Regions from separate parts of the Mus musculus genome. Here region 1 is linked to region 2. The links are chromatin contacts, called in public Hi-C maps. All regions are on one chromosome and are shown on one strand. The core of a region is the stretch at or near the end of the contact, and the rest is flanking DNA. Distances in the headings are between cores, read along the strand shown. Region 1 has its middle 200 kb from the start of Gm20125. Region 2 has its middle 170 kb from the start of Gm32656.

Evidence for each region. Hi-C and Micro-C count contacts between places; a contact is called where the count stands out from the background.
Region 1: a contact with region 2 is called in a Hi-C map of the G1E-ER4 cell line, with 6 times the contacts expected there. The contact joins two enhancer-like sites. A contact is called at or near these places in 4 of 484 Hi-C or Micro-C datasets (ECoMG myeloid progenitors, ECoMG-derived neutrophils, the G1E-ER4 cell line and 1 more).

What each region holds. Positions count from the first base shown.
Region 1 is chr10:17,293,344-17,296,043 of GRCm38.p6, reverse strand. No RefSeq gene overlaps it. Among named protein-coding and RNA genes, the nearest start is that of Gm20125, 200 kb to the right of the region's middle. Within about 2 kb of position 1,408, at least 7 of the 459 cell types and tissues checked have an H3K27ac peak or open chromatin away from gene starts, as enhancers often do. A contact at or near this core is called in the G1E-ER4 cell line, where this site is marked.
Region 2 is chr10:17,484,144-17,486,843 of GRCm38.p6, reverse strand. No RefSeq gene overlaps it. Among named protein-coding and RNA genes, the nearest start is that of Gm32656, 170 kb to the left of the region's middle. Within about 2 kb of position 1,438, at least 89 of the 459 cell types and tissues checked have an H3K27ac peak or open chromatin away from gene starts, as enhancers often do. A contact at or near this core is called in the G1E-ER4 cell line, where this site is marked.

The DNA of each region.
Region 1 (2,700 bases), core at 159-2,658, 190 kb after region 2:
TAATTATCAGAGTGAAGCCCATTCCTTGTTTCTTTGTCTTCCCTCTGGTATGTATTCTGTCTCTTACATAATTTACAATATATCATCTCCCTTCCTTCCTACATCTCTTTTAGGCTCCATGTGTGTTGTGAGGATAGATAGTGGGGACACCCCAGAGCTTCTCAAAGGAGTCTGTTAATCTGAATGGTTCATATCCTTTTCGTCCTCTTCCTTTCCCTTCCTTTGCTGTCCCTGTTCACTTTGGTCATGTCAAGGTTGGAATCTCAGAGAGAGAGAGGACTATCAAAAAGTGAACAGTACAGGGAAACACCAGGGCCAAGAAGTGGGAGTGGGTAGGTAGGGGAGCAGGGTGGGGGGAGGGTATAGGGAACTTTCAGACTAGCATTTGAAATGTAAATAAAGAAAATATCTAATAAAATAAATTTTTAAAAATCCTGAATGAAGAAACATGGGGGGGAAAAAGCGAGCAGTATGTCCCCACACTTAGAGAGTTCCACTTCTATCTTTTTATCGTACTGATTATCCTTATTCTTCACCCACTAAAGCAAAGGTGTTGGACTAGATGTTCCCAGAGACAGTTCCCTGTTTGACATTGGCTTGTTTCACCATGACTGAGACACTTCCTGTGTGGGTTTTCAGTAGCACACAGTATCACTTTTGCATATCAGGAGTGCGGTGCTTGATGCCTGGAAGATGATAACTGGTTTCCAGCAGTGCTGATTATCTGAGAATGATTTGCCTTGGCCAGTCTTCTAACAACCACTCCTGCAGAGTCTTCACTGCCCCTTCATGCTCACTTCACACACTTCTTTGCAGAACACTAAATACATAGAAGAATCACTTTGTGTGACAATTACACATTTGCAAACGTTTGTTCTCATAGCTTTACCATTGCAACTTTGGAACTGCAGAAGATTTGTGGTCCTTAATGTTCTGGATGAGCCAGAGTTTGCATATATGAATATATTTGTCCTCGATAAAGCCTGATCACCTGCAAGATATGAACCATGAAGCTCTCAAAGTGAAAGTATATCTGATTCTAGGTGGTCTGTGTCTCCTATTTATCACAAGTCCCCACTTTTCTCCCCACCTCCCAAATGCCCAGTATTTCCTAGGGCCCAATATTTCACAGGCTCTGTGGCACTGCTGTGAGATGGGTAACAATCCAATTTCTATTTTATAGATACTAAAATGGAGACACAGAAAAAGTATGTGATCTGTAGCAGCACTCCAGCAACTCAGCAAGGAACGGCAGACTAAAGATCAAGAAAAGAAATAACCCAATTCCTGCGTGATTCTCCTGTGCTGAGGATCAGAGCATTGCAGGACTGAACGATTCTGAGAAGCCAGCAGCCCACAATGATCCATTTAGGGAAGTCTGTATTTGAGCTTCTCCAGTAGAGATATCAAGCTCCTGACTAATGCATACTTCTGACCTATGTTCTTCATTGCTAAAGCATCCCTCCTTGTTCCTTATTGTGAGCCACAAATAGATTCCAGCACTTACTATGACCTGCTTAATCCTGTCTGTAGCCTTCTGTTTAGTTGTTTATATGTTCCAGCAATTAACTTCTCAGCCCCCAATTCATCCCAAGGCCTATATCTTGTTATCTCTTGGTGACAATGCTTCTTTTTATGTTTTTATTGTGCCTGTTTCTCAACATACTAGTTCTGCCATCCCCTGCTTAGACTTTTAAGGCTCTCCAGGCTTGGATTGCTCCATCATTCAACCATCATTTCTCTACTGTACACCCAGCCCACATGGACAAGGACTCTTAACCATATTAAGATACTGAATTTACAGTTTCTGCTTACTATCCAGAGTTGGAGCTTTATCTCTTCTCTTCTCTTCTCTTCTCTTCTCTTCTCTTCTCTTCTCTTCTCTTCTCTTCTCTTCTCTTCTCTTCTCTTCTCTTCTCTTCTCTTCTCTCCTCTCCTCTCCTCTCCTCTCCTCTCCTCTCCTCTCCTCTCCTCTCCTCTCCTCTCCTCTCCTCTCCTCTCCTCTCCTCTTCTTTTCTTTTCTTTTCTTTTCTTTTCTTTTCTTTTCTTTTTTTAAATTTGGCCCAGGTGGTCCTGGAATTCCTTTCAATAACCCAGGCTGGCTCAAACTGCTTCTGCTCCTCCTGCATCTGAGTACCGAGCTTATAAGCATGTGTTATGAGCTTTACTCTCCCTTTCTGCACCATTCACTAATTTCTATAACTCTCATAACTCTTTTTGAAACCTCTGATGATTTTAATAGCTGTGCCAATATCTTTACTGTTAATACTAATTATCTTTGGTATTAGTGTAGCCTAGATCTACTCTCCCATTGTATTTGTGTGACACTGCTACCTATTTAAACTATTATTTTTTTGGATGGGCAAAGATCATGTTATTCTTTTGATTTATAAGACAGGGGATACTAAAGATCATAAATACAACAGATTGAGGGTCTAGCCACAGAGACATTAGTTTTTCAAAATCCAGTGGCTTAGCTTTGCCATTGTATCTGCATGATAGTATGGCTACTTTAAATGAAAGTTTTGTTTTGTGGGAAAGGGTGGCCATAGTTTGAATAAAAATGCTTCCAAAAGTCCATCTGTTAAAGGTTTGGGCTCCAGTTGACATGTAGAAATTTTAAGAGATGGCCTAGTGGAAGGTTCTATGTCACTGGAAGCAAGACCTTTCTTTCTCTCCTTTCTCATCCTGGCATGAGGT
Region 2 (2,700 bases), core at 189-2,688:
AATAATTCACTGAGCAGCATTAATCTGTATAAACTTTACATGTTGAAAACAGTTTGGTCCTCAAATCTGATAGTTTGCCAATTTTCTGAGCAGGGGAAATGGACTCCAGGAGGCAATATAAGTATATGCACAGAGTACATACGGGTATATATACGTCTAGTTATTTTGTGCTATTCAGAGGAGAGAAGCCAGAAGAGTTTTGCAGTAAAATACAATCGGAACAGGGAATTAGGCACAAGTTGCCTGTAGTGTGTCCACATTTTTCTTATTTATCAGGGTCCTTGCAGGAGAACATTTACATGTGCTATTGACTCCCCAATCAGCGTATTTCTGTGAATGAGATGGTGCACTTTCGTAAGTACTGCCCTGGTAACCTGCAAATGATGAAGATCGATTCAGACTGGAAGTTCAATACCCTGTTGGGATGGAAGTAACTTCTAGGGTCTAACAGGCAATCTAATTATGTCCACTGAAAGAGCTTCTGTGGATTTACCTGAGAAGAAGAAAAACAAAAGATCTGCTTCCTGGTTATGTAACAGCTTCATTTGAAGCAACTTCAGAACTCTCCGGAGAGTTCTATTTAGAGATGTTCCCATTCCTGTTTCACAAATGGTAACAAGCCGAGGTGTTCTGAAGGAAATTGACTTGCCCGAAGTCTTAGGAAATCAGTTGAAGCACAGGAAAGTTACTACAACATCCCCCCAAAGTCCTTAAATGTCTAAAATCAGACAACCAAGCTAGGTAGAAATTTTAACATGATATTGCAGTTCTAATCCTGATACCCACTTATTGTACTTTATTAGTAGTGCTGCCATTTTCTTTTCAGAATTCTCCAATACTATCATTTTAAAAACCTCTAATAGAACTCCTAAATATTCTATAAGGCAACTGAGTCACTGTAGATTCAGAGAAGCTATGTTTGAAGGTTTTAAGCTTAAACATTCTTTTTTTTCTTAATTGTTAAGTATAAAATTGAATTATTTGAGCAAAGTGATTTTGTGATTCTTTCAATCCCATGTAGGAAGTATTATATTATGTAGTTCCTCTGAACTTCTTAGGAAGGGATGTTTAAGACACCGTTACTTCTTATCTGAAGTCCAGTTCTAAGAACTCCAGAACCCTTGAGCCCTGCTCACCACACTGTTACCAGTAAAGAAGAAGTCAGAGGATGCCAGATATAGCTAAAGGAAGTGAAGGGCAAACCCCATAACACTGTCACAGTATGGTTTAAGCTCCAGTGAAGAAGAAACAAAAGTTGAATCCTGTTAAGGAAGGAAGAATAAGGAAGAGTGGAGAGAATGTCCAAACGATCCAGGAGAAACTGGGAACAAGTGTGTGCCGTGCTTGCTCTGATGGTGCTGGCTAGTTCCCACTGGGATATCACCTATGTAGACATCCATGTAGACATTTAGGAATGATGATCGTATTACACATGGATTTAACAGCAATGTAGTCCAAAAACTGACCACATATCACACGGATGCTGGAGGCCTATGAGATAAGCCTCTAAACTGTGCATTTTCATGATTTTTTTTCAATAAATTGCTATCAAAGTAGAACAGTTTGGAAATTTTCTGACATTAAGTAGGAAAACATAGAACATTTTGAAATGGTGAATTTTAAATTAGGAAACAACAGTGAAGTATCTAGAGGGACAGAGTATACCAAAGGAAACCCACAAACCGCAAGCTAAGACGTTGTTACCCTGTGGACTCACCAAGACAAAATACTTCCCCCTCAACTAGAGCTGCTTTTAGCTCGGTACTAAATACCCACTGTACTAAAAATGTAGCTGCTCTGTTTTTCCAGCTTTTGTTTTTCTTCCTTGTCTGCTGCAGACTCATGTGAGAAATGAGAACTAAATATTTCCCGGATTACTGAGAACCAGAGGTTAGAATCTCCTGAAGACAAGTTTCCAAAACACATGGCTTTGCTGCTTTTTGATGCTATCATATAAATATAATGAAACTCAAATCAAGCAAGGATGTCCTGCTTTGGAACTTTAAATGCATACATGAGAAATATTAACTGTTAATATTGTGATTTTGCTAGAAGCATTAGAACTGGCTGCCTTACACCAGTTCTATTATTATTGTTATTATTATCATCATTATTATTAGTTCCATCACTAGTCATTGGCTAGCTGCTAACTTACAGCTTGTGACATAGCCCTCATTCCATTTTGACTGAATATTTACTTTATTTTATGTGTATGTGTGTGTGCACCTTACATATGTGGGAGTCTATCAAGATCAGAGAAAGACTGGATTCTTCTGAAACTGGTATAACAGACAGTTGTGAACTCTCATTTGGCCATCGAGACCTAAACCTGGGTCCTCTGTAGTAAGAGCGGTAACTGTTCTTAATCTCTTAGCCAACTCTAGCACCCATGCCAAGCTCACAATGCTCTCATTGGATAACCAGCAGCCAGAAAATAGCTGTTGCATTTAGTCATATGCTACATAGAGAATGGTTGAATGAATAAAGTAAGAAATTTACTTTGTCTTGACAGTTCTAGAAACAGTGTCTTGGAGTGAATAATAATCTAATAGCAAGGTTCTGTTTTCTGTATGTTCTAGAACGTGGTCATTAGGTATTGCCTTTAGAAGTCTGTGAAATTTTCAGGGAGGAGATGTTTACTCTATTTGAACATTGACATAAGTGTATGGCCTACACTAGCTAATTGTATTCTTTGTGTGT